Linked DNA regions of Mus musculus: region 1 is linked to region 2. A link is a contact called in public HiChIP or PLAC-seq data. All regions are on one chromosome and are shown on one strand. The core of a region is the stretch at or near the end of the contact, and the rest is flanking DNA. Distances in the headings are between cores, read along the strand shown.

What was found. HiChIP or PLAC-seq counts read pairs in DNA pulled down with a chosen protein or histone mark.
Region 1: a contact with region 2 is called in an H3K4me3 HiChIP or PLAC-seq map of embryonic basal ganglia, with 3 times the contacts expected there. The contact joins the enhancer-like site here to the promoter of Ep400 in region 2. A contact is called at or near these places in 9 of 39 promoter capture datasets (the 3T3-L1 cell line, the C10 cell line, cranial neural crest and 5 more), 4 of 115 datasets of contacts at active chromatin or transcription factors (the NIH/3T3 cell line, bone marrow-derived macrophages, cardiomyocytes and 1 more) and 3 of 9 other capture datasets (adipose tissue, embryonic stem cells and liver).

What each region holds. Positions count from the first base shown.
Region 1 is chr5:111,366,429-111,371,868 of GRCm38.p6, forward strand. It overlaps Pitpnb (phosphatidylinositol transfer protein, beta), which reads left to right. Exons shown (of 12, transcript NM_019640.5): 8 at 4,884-4,961. Among named protein-coding and RNA genes, the nearest start is that of Gm36027, 13 kb to the left of the region's middle. Within about 2 kb of position 2,328, at least 33 of the 459 cell types and tissues checked have an H3K27ac peak or open chromatin away from gene starts, as enhancers often do. A contact at or near this core is called in embryonic basal ganglia, where this site is marked.
Region 2 is chr5:110,767,568-110,772,974 of GRCm38.p6, forward strand. It overlaps Ep400 (E1A binding protein p400), which reads right to left and starts at 3,150. Exons shown (of 52, transcript NM_029337.2): 1 at 2,925-3,150. It overlaps Gm15559 (predicted gene 15559), which reads left to right and starts at 3,382. Exons shown (of 2, transcript NR_152254.1): 1 at 3,382-3,695.

The DNA.
Region 1 (5,440 bases), core at 1,078-3,577, 600 kb after region 2:
GATGTGCAGGGTGTCACATCCCACATTTGGTAGTCAACTTTTCTTAGCTGAAAATCTGACGTTGTCATTTGGGGAAGGGGGGTCTTCCCTCATAAACACAGCATGGGCTTCCGGCAAGGAAAGGAGAGGGTTGGAAAGCAGGAAGAAGTCTCCGTTGTTCTCTAACCTGGCAGGGCCCATGGCACCGGAGTGGCCATAGGTTGCTGGGCTGTAAACAATGAGTCCATCTGGGATCATCGTTGCCACCCCAGGCCCTTGTGGAGGTCTCTGTGCCATTAGAAAGACTGTGGACTGCTCTGTCCATATCTCCCAGCCAACACTAGGATGGCACCTTTGATCTCAGTACAGGTGTTTGTAAATGCAGCTTTTAGGATTCATTGGTGGAAAGCAGAAGGATTCGTGAAGTGGCTAGATCATACAATATTTTTAATGCAGTTTCGTTCCTCTGAGGTACATCTAGTAAAAGAAACTAGGCCAACAAGTTATTGACAATTAGTGGTCCTTTGGGACTCTGCTTTAATGAATAGATAAGAATGATTTGTAATTAGCATAATAATTATATGCAAATGAAGCCTTCTGAATTGCTCTAAAACACTTCTGAACTGTTTAAACAACCCTCCTGAGATCTTGTTACTCTATTAATTTGTGTAGCAAATCTTTTTTTCATAGATCATGCAAAGATAAACTTCAGCCAGGCCCCTATGCCAGTGATTATAAATTCCAAGGTGGTAGGACCTGAATTAATGAGATTTACTTATACTGTATTAATGGTACTCTGTGGGAACCTGCAAGGGTGAGGAGTCACTGGGGATATGTAATTAAAAACAGAAAAGAAAGCTGCTGATTGGAAAATAACTGTTGAAATCAGTTTCTTAAACAAGTTAGTAAATGTTACTTTTCTGCTATTATACCATATAGCAGAGCTACTTCCCTGCTACAGTAACATTCAATGCAGACACTTTTCAGCCAGCTGGCCTGCTTTGTCAGCTCCAGGCAGGCAGTTAGCACTGGGGTCAGAGACTTTTCATTTTCTGTTTTCTAAGGACTGGAGTATTTAAAGGGGTCAAGGAGTGCTGAGAGGTTGGGTGCTCGATTTGCCTTCAGTTTTTATTTAGCCTTTCCCCAAGCTTTGCTAAGCTGAACAGTAGTGCCCATGCATTTCAAACTTTGTGATTATCTCTGAGCTCTTTGAATAGACACCTAATTAATCGTTATATGCTAAAGTAGAACATTTGTAGCAGGCTGCAGGACCCTAGCATTCACTTTGTAAAATTCCCCTGGGCATCCTGTTACACTGGCTGGGCCCTGGTCTGCCTGAGCAGGTGTCCTAAGAGTTGCTAAGGCTGGTGTTTGCGTCGCTGTTCCTTGCTGCTTACCCTCACCTGTGCTAGCTGACCCAGGCTCACTCTGAGCCGTCTCTGGTGTCTGAGGCTCACCTTGACTTTTCACCAGCTGTCAAGCTCACCACCCACTCCCTTCCCCATTCAGAATCAGGAGTTCAGTCTGCGCTCAAGAACATATTTAGGTTGGCTCAGCACAGGTTTTATGCTTGCATTTTGGGGAACAGCCACTATGCTAAAAGATTCATAAAAATAATATTCTTTGTCTTCAAAATTAATCTGGTTTCTGTTGAGGGTCTCTGTTGAGGGTGGCAGTAAGTAACAGATGTGTACCCATGAGGTAGCGCAGCTTTCCTGAACCAGGGCTGAACAGTTCCTTATATGGATTTAATGACTGCATTCTGGGACTCCGGAGGCATGGAGGCACTAATCCACTGATTTACCGTATCATACTTTAGTTTGTTCTCTGAGGGGTCTTGGCTTCCATTCGCCTTCGTTTTTACTTAAATGAGAGTGTCAGTGACACAGCGTTGGTTAGCACTAATCCAGACGAGTCTTATGCTGATTCTGCTGTGCTTTTGTGTCGTTGGGACTATTGTTGGAGGAACAAGTAGTGTCTCGGAAGGTGCGCCTAGCTAGATAATGATGCTTTTTACCGGGCCCTTATCCTGACCAGGCTCTGGGCATTGTATAGGTAATGAAAATTAGATCACAAAAATATGTTAAGCACAATGCACCTCAGTAATAAGATTTTTCTCCATTTAAACATGATTTTAAACCCCCCCCCTTTTTTTTATTAAAGTGCGTTTCCTTGGCCTAGTGAATTTGCTTTCTTTCTTCCCAAGGATTATACAGAAAGTGCATAGCAGATTCAGCCTTCAGAATACCCAGGAGCTGGAGACTGAAGTAGACTGCAGCTGTCTTCACCCACAGTATTCTAAAAGAACTAATGAGATGAGAAGTCTGCAGCTGGTGGCAAGCACAATAAACCATGAGCCAGGGGCTTCTCTCCGTCAGAGCCTCCCTTCCCCCTGGGATCCCACAGGAGACAGAGTACTAACAAAGCCAGCAGGCTGTCTCATTCCACACTATTGCTCATTTGCAGCTGTAATTGGTAGCTGAGGTCGCATTCTGTATGCTGAAACTGTCATACATGAAGGAATAGATTTGTCCGTTGTGATACGGATATAAATCGACCAGTTTTCAAATCCAGAGACCAAATCAGGCACCCAACAATAAAACTGCAGCAAGAAGATACTGTTTAAAAAATTAATCATAGAAATACAAAACTTGAGGATGTGAAAACTACATCCACTTCCTACCTTTTCATATTATGCTACTTAATTCAACTGATTAAACATTTACAGATTCAAACTAGCAAACGCAAAGTGTCTTGGTTTTGACAAGGTGCATTATTCTCACCTGTCAGGCTACAGTGCTGTTGTCAATAATTGGGTCATGTTACACTCTCAGTATAATGCCTTTAATGTTGGCTGCAAAGAGGGGAAGGTTTCATTCTACGTATCTGTCTCAGAAAGACCCACTTGGACACCCCTGGTGCTGAGACTGACATCTTGGTTTTTCAAATGTTCACCCCCCAGATTGCGGACACCTTTGGTTGCCCTGTATGGTATAGCCATGTGAGCCAAGGCAAAGATCAAAGAGTTCATTAAGAGCTCTTCCAGAGGACCGGGGTTCAATTCCCATCCACCATGCAGTGACTTGCAACCTTCTGTAACTCCAGTTTCGGGGACCTAAAGCCTCCAAGGGCATTGCACATACGTGGAGTGCACAGATACACATACAGGCAAAACACCCACACACATAAAATGAACAAGTATTTTTAGAGTCTGGTTGAAGTCCAGGTGTAGGAAGCCATGTCTGTTCCTCACGGGGTGGTACTCTTCATGGTATGTTTTAGAAAAGCAGCCTGTGGCTGGAATTGATGGCAAAGGTTCACAGGTGTGCTTTATGGAATAGTGTGTCGGATCTATAGTGATATTTTCACAAGGTTTTCAGTTCCTTTGGTTTCTGAATCTACTGCAGATGGGTTCTGTAGGTGTGTGGTGTGGCGGCCTGGCCCTTCTGACCTCCTTTAGCTTCACCTTCACTGGTCTCCTGGGGCCAACCTGACCAGAATTTAAGCTGAGTCCTCCCTTCTTACAAGTTGACTTGTCCTAGTGTCTGAACTGTCTTTATTTAGTGCCATTGGTTTTATTTATTCAACGCTAGAGGTAATCATGTACACTTTATTGTGGATTCACATAGAGTTTTTCTATGGAGGTGAGTAGGTTTGCACAGTCCCTACCCTCACCCCCCAGTTTTTCATCCTCAGTTCTAAAGTCCGGTTTCCCTCTTTCCTTTCACATTTTAATGCGTCCAAAATCAAGGTTTGTCTCCCAGATGTGACATGCATTAGCCTTCTGTGTCTTCTTAGTGACACATAGAATAGTAGTCTAGCCTTTACTTGTCGGCTGCTCATGGTCAGAATGTGTGGTATTTACTATGCAGTCCCTACAGCTGAGGAAAAACATGGCTGCTATGACCACAGCCACGTTGTACCCAGTCCATAAGAGAAAAGGGGTGTGGCTTCTCACTCAGAGAATAAGAGGGCAGATCATGGCCAGCCTTCTAGGTAGTAGATGGATGATTAGAAGTTAACTGTTAAAATATCCTAAACATGGTATGCCTTTCTCTCTACTTTTAAATATGAAGACTGATGCACTTGTCTCTTGTAAGGGATCAGTTCTGGGCTGACACTGCTTGGTTTTGATTCTGACTGAACTTTCTTTCTTCTCTTTTGGTAGTTGATACATTCTTGGGGATTTTGTTTTGTTTTGTCTTGTCTTGTCTGCCTCTTTCAGCTTGACTGACCTTAGGGACCAGCCCTGTGCTCTAGCCCTCATCATCGTGTGGTAGCTGTTCCACGGGAACTCTGATGGAGTGAGATGGTACTGGAAGAGATGATTGTTTAATATAACGACACTTTTTCAATGTGGGGGAACATAGACCCTTCTCTGGCTTTAATGTTGAACCTCTGCCTGGAAGAGAATGGTTCAGAGGCTTATAGGCTTGTTTTTGCTAGCATGGCTTACTTGTGCTTGTGAGTGTAAGTCTTGGGATGGCCTGATCAGTTTACTTCTTTCCTGAGTTTGAGGAAGCACACTGGCATTTTATGATGCGGGTCTAAGTTGGGGTTTGAACTCACCTAACTGGTAGCGATGGAAGTCAGTGCTGTTGTGCCCAGACAAGTGAAATGACTCCGGTTGCCCTGACCCTTGAGGGCAGCTCCTCTCTATGTGTCCTTTCTGGGGACAGCTTGTCTTGGTGGCCTTCTATCAGAGTTCAACACTTGTAATTGCATAGTTGAGATAAAGGTTTAAAAAGTAACGGGATGCAAACTGCAAATACTATATGTGGACACACCTTCCCCTGTGTGTAAAACACACACATACACACACACAAAACACACACATACAGCTCTAGCTTCAGAAAGACTGGTCTCTGGTTTTCTTCTTCATCTCTGACTGTTTTGCATTACAGGACTACAAAGCTGATGAAGACCCTGCATTATTCCATTCAGTCAAGACCAAGAGAGGACCCCTGGGACCTAACTGGAAGGTACTGGCTGCTGACCGTGCTGACAAGCAGAGTCTTGCAAACATAACAATTGCTAGGTTACAGGTCTTAAAGAGGTGGTGGTGTTTAAATTGCACAGAGGGATTTGTCTGTGATAAAGACTTAGGGCCATTTGCAGTTGGCCTGTGAGTATGTGCTGCATCAGCAAACGGAGCAGAACCAGGCTGTCACCCTCAGTGTGCCACCCTGTGCTGTGTGCCACTCTGTGCCGAGGAATACGAAGAGAAGCAAGTGCTGTGATCCTGGTGACTGTGATGTCTTCTCCTGACTCCAGACGGGACAGAATCCATGTTAATTGAAGGTTTATAGTAGGGTCTAGTCTGTATCAACTGTAAACAAGTTCTCCCCTCACCCAGGTGTTTCCTTGACACTTATTGATGCTTACGCATTTAGACAGCAGGATACCAGAGAGTGGCTTTTGTGGCAAGTGTTTGTATTCAGAGAGAGTACACCTTCACTCC
Region 2 (5,407 bases), core at 1,900-4,399:
CAGAGCAGGTTTTGGGGTTAGCACTTGCTATGGCCAGTATTGCTTAACTGGTCTCCATCTTATATAAAAGACAACTCAATGAGAGCCAGAACCCAACTGGGGCTCAACCTCCAAAGCAGAACAGTGGCAGCTACACTAAAAGGTCTTCTATCACCCAATCACTGAGGTCTAGCTTCTCTCCTCCTCCCCGACAAAGAACCCTCACATTTCAAAATTCTTCCTTCAACCTGAGACCCACGTTCAAGAACACTTTCCATACCCAAATAATTCATTTGAAAGACACCAAAAACTAACACCCTTTACTAAGGGTGTTAAAACATCAAATGTTTAAGAATAAGGGGTATGGATAACTCAGTGGTTAAGTGCTTGCTTTGCATGTGGAGGAACTTGAATTTGATCCCCAGTTCCACACACATTAACAAAAATTAAACATATCAAAAATGAAGCGTTCAGCCAAGTAGGGCAGCACATACCTGTCTATAATGGAAGTACTCAGAAGGCAGAGGCAAGAGGATCACAGGTTCAAGTTGAGGATAGGTCTACATAGTTCAAGGCCACCTATGGCTCACCAACCAAAAAAATAAATAAATACAAATAAAAAAGATAATGCTTCTACTTGTTTGCTAACAGCCTCAAGAAACTCATGGACAGGGGCTAATAAAAAGATGGCTCAGCAGTTAAGAGCACTGCCTGCTCGTCTAGAAGGCATGGGTTTAATTCCCACCACCAACATGGTGACTTACAATCCTCTGTAACTCCAGTTCCAGGGTATCTGATTCCCTCTTCTGGCCTCTGTGGGCATCAGGCACCCAAGTGGCACAGAGATATACATGTAGGCAAAACACCTATACACACAAAATAAAAAAAAAAAACAGGGTTGAAGAAACAGCCCAGGAGTCAAGAGCATATGTGCTCTTCAAGAGGATCTGAGTTTGAATCCCAACACCCATGCTGGGTAGCTCATAACCACCAGAAGATCAGACACCCTCCTGTCTCGTCAGGCACACAAGGCAGACAGAGACATACACACACAGAATATAAACATATACAAACACATCACACACACACATACACATACACACACACACACACACACATTTTTTTTTTTAATTTTATGGACAGCCAGAACAAAGCCTTCAGAAACAGGGGCGCCTAATCACTGGAGAGGCGATGACCAAAAGGCTAAGTAAAGATGCTACAGAAAATGGAGGAAATGGTGACTGAGAGCACACAAAAAATTCCCTCCCACCCAGGAATACAAGGCAGCTGAGAGCTGAAAGAGTTAACTGGAGGGGAAGATTAACCCAAGGAAAGGTTACTATGTAGTTGTAAATAAGGTGGCCAGAAAACAACAGACAGCCATTCTGAGGAATGCTATGTTATGACCTTGAGTGGGCCACAAAGAGCAACCCAACACAGAAGCCAAAACACCAGTAAATGCCTCACAGGGACAACAGTATCAACAACATTATGAGGCAGTTATTGTACTGTTGGATGATCATGGTACCTACACAACTTAAAACAGTTTCATTAGATAATGCCAAACGTTTTTTTAAAGTTAGAAGAATACAATAAAAGGAAATAATGACACTTTCGATATTAGGCTATCTTGAGATTTTAAACATTTGGTGGGGAGGAAGATGTGGAGTAGACCTTCAATCCTTTAGTACTCAGGTGGCAGAGGCAGGTAGATCTCTTTTGAGTTCGAGGTCAGCCTGTTTCAGGACAGCCAGAACTACTCAGTGAGACCATGTGTTTTTTGTTTTTTTGGGTTTTTTAAAATATATAAATAAATTAAGGGGGTTAGAGGGGGCTGGGCACTGCAGCAGGAACCAGCACTCCCAGATACGCAAGAGACTGAGGTAGGAAGATAACCTGAGGCCAGGATCTGAGGCCAGCCTGGGACACAAAGATTCCTCTCAATGGCAAGTAAATAAAAACAGCCAGGCATGATGTCTCACACCTGCAAACCCAGTATCAAGGTGGAGGCATCTGGATTGCTAAGAATTACAGACCAGCTTGGACTACTTAATGAGTCTAGTCCAGGCTGATTCGGACTTCCATGAGACTTTTTGTCTCAGAAAACCTAAATACGTAAAAAGAAGATTTAAAGTTAACATGTGGTTTGCCTTGTGGCCATCCAAATTGTATAATTCATATTCATTCATTCATTTTCTCTCTCTCTCTCTCTCACACACACACACACACACACACACACACACACACACCCAGGTACAAGAATCGCGGATCTTCGTGAGCTCAAGGCCAGCCTGGTCTAAATGGCGAGTTAAAAGGCCAGCCAAGGCTCCAGGGTAAGACCCTGACTTAAAATGGAAAAGCGAAACAAAACCAAAACCGAAACAAAACAAGGACCGTTTTTGCCACACGTATAATCGAGAGCACAAGTGACAAGTGCCAGGGATGAGCGCAACCCCCAATTCCAAGTCGCGGTGCTCCAGGATACTGGACCTAGGGACAGACCTGCGGAGACAGCGGCTCGGCGGCTGATGGTACACCTCCGAGCCCCGGCCCGGGGAGCTCTGCCAGATCCCCGGCGTCCTTCCCGCTCTGTCTCCGCTCAAGGCTCTACGTCGCGAAAGGAAGCCCCGCGCGCCGCGGACCAACGGTGCCGCGGGCGTTAAGAGCCCCGCCTTCCCGAGCGCTCGGAAACGGCCGCGCGCCTGCCCAGAAAGAACGGCGCACTCGAGAGCGCTGACCAGAGAAGGGCCTTGCTGAGGCCGGACCACGCGCCGAGCCACCGACCGGTCCCCTCTCAGCGCCGCCCGGCCCCTCGGCCCCGCCCGCCCACGACAAAGCGCCGCCGCGGCCTGGGCCCGCCGCGACGCCAGCAGCAGCAGCACCGCTAAACACAACCGCTCGGCACGCCGCCGTTGCCGCCTACCACCCACCGTCCCGCCTCTCACCCGCTGACGCTATCCCGTTCGCTTGCACCGCGAGCAAAAGCCGCGCTCCGCCGCGTCAGGACAGCCGGGAGGCTCGAGCGCGCCGCAGCCGCTCGGCACATCCGGGTCCACGGGCACAGGAAGTAGCAGCGCCGGTGCTACGGCGCGCGGCGAGGGACTAACGGTACCTATCCTGTAGGGCCGCTCGCAGCCGCGCGGGGTCGCCTGAAGCTGAGGCGCTGCTGACGGCGGAGGCAGGACCGAAGCGGCTTCTTAAGCAGGCGGTTAGGGGCGGAGCTGTATGCAGGAGGTGCGTTGGGCGGAGTTTGGAGAGCGGAGAGCCACCTCAGGGCCGCCTCCGAAAGGCCTCATCCGTACGAGGCGGGACCGCTTCGGACAGGACGAGGGGAGTCGGCGCACGCGCAGGGAAGGGCTGGGGGGGCTGAGGCGGTGCACGCGGGCTGGGGCGTGGCCTCATGGGTACAAGGCGGAGCCTCAGGCCTCGGGGAAGTTCCGGTAGACTCGGGAAGGGGCGTGGCCTCGTCAGTTGGGGGCGGACCCCGAGTTTCACTCAGTTACGCCACCTGGCGACTCGCTCCAGCGGGGGAGGCTGTTTAGGAAAGCTCGAGCGGACCTGATCGCATCCTCTGGGTGTGCTCCGCCTCCGTGGGAAATAGGGGACTAGCCCTATGAACAAAAAGGCGCCTGAGGCGCAGTGAGCAGAAGTCTGAAAATACATCCAGCATCATTAGACATCACAGAAATGCAAAAGAAACCACGACCCAAGAGGAGGTAAGATTGTAGTACGAGTTTGAAAAAGATTTTATATATATATTTTTTGTTGTTGTTGTTTTGTTTTGTTGTTTTGTTTTGTTTTGAGACAGGGTTTCTCGGTGCAGCCCTAGCTGTCCTGGAACTCACTCTGCAGACCAGGCTGGCCTCAAACTCAGAAATCCACCTGCCTCTGCCTCCCAAATGCTGGGATTAAATAAAGGCATGCACCACCACTGCCCAACAAAAGATTATAATTTTAAAAACACTATAAAAAAAAGGAAGAAATTAACTGAGCTTCGTGGCACAAGCTTGTAATTCAGTGGATCTCAGCCTATGGGTCACATATAAGATATCCGGCATGTCAGATATTTATTTCCATTACAACTTATAGCAGTAGCAAAATTACAGTTATGAAGTACCAATGAAATATGGTTGGGGGTCACCACAACATAAGGAGCTGTATTAAAGAGTCACAGCATCAGAATGTTTGAGAACCACTGCTATAATCCCAGAACTTGAGGCTGAAGCAGCAAGATCTGGGGTTCATGCTGGCTTCATCCATTCATCATGTTTGAGGCTGTCCTGGAATACATGAGACCCCATCTCAAAATAAAAAACAGGAGGGAAATGTGTTAGGAAGGAGCCAGTGGAAGTTGTAGGGAATAAGGGGAAATGAAGAGAAGGTGGATATGACCAAAACATACATGCATGAAACTCTAAAATAAAGGATCTTTTTAAAAGCTCAAGATAGGGGTTGGTGAAATGGATCAGCAGTTAAGAGCACGGACTGCTCCTCCAGAGGTCCTGAGTTTAATTCCCAGCAACCACAGGGTGGCTCACAACCATCTGTAATGTGACCCAATGCTCTTCTGGTGTGTCTGAAGATAGCTACAGTGTACTCATATACATGAAATAAACAAATCTTTAAAAAAAAAAAAAAAAGTCCAGGATAACTGGAAAGTTGGCTTAGCCATGAGAGGACCTGAATTCAGTTCTCGGAACCCACATCAGGTGGTTCACAACCATTTGTAATTAGCTCCAGATCTGACAACCTCTTCTGGCTTCCACAGGCATTCACATATACACATGACACACACACATACACATGACATACACACAAACACACACACACATTATAATTTTTAGAAACTTACAAGGGTTTCTGAGCACTGCTGCTTTTGCAAAAAAAAAAAATGAGGTTCCTAGCACCCACATTAGGGAGCTTACATGTACACACACTCACACACATACTTTTTTAAAAAAGATTTTATTTGTTTAATTAGGAGTGTGCACGTGTGTCTAAGTGTGGGATATGCATACATGAACGAGTGTCCTCAGAGGCCAGAAAAGAGGGCTGAGTCCTCTAGAGCTAGAATTATAGGTGGGTATAACCTGCACAGCACGGGTGTTGAGAACTGAACTTGGGCCCTCTGTAAGACCAGCAGGCACTTGTAACTGCTAAGCCATCCCACTAACCGCCAAAATAAATTGTCTATAAGTGTTTTGCCTGCCTGAATGCAGCCTGTTGGATCATCTGGAACTGGAGTTACAGATTGTATGGAGCCACTATATTGCTGCTGGAAAGCAAACCCAACTTCTCTGCAAAAAAAAAAAAAAAAAAGGAATACCCATTTTGAGGACATGACCCCTCCCTGCCTCACGGAGCTGTTACTCCTCTAAAACTGCTTGCTCGCCATTCCGAACAAACCAAAAATGCAGGTCATGGGATG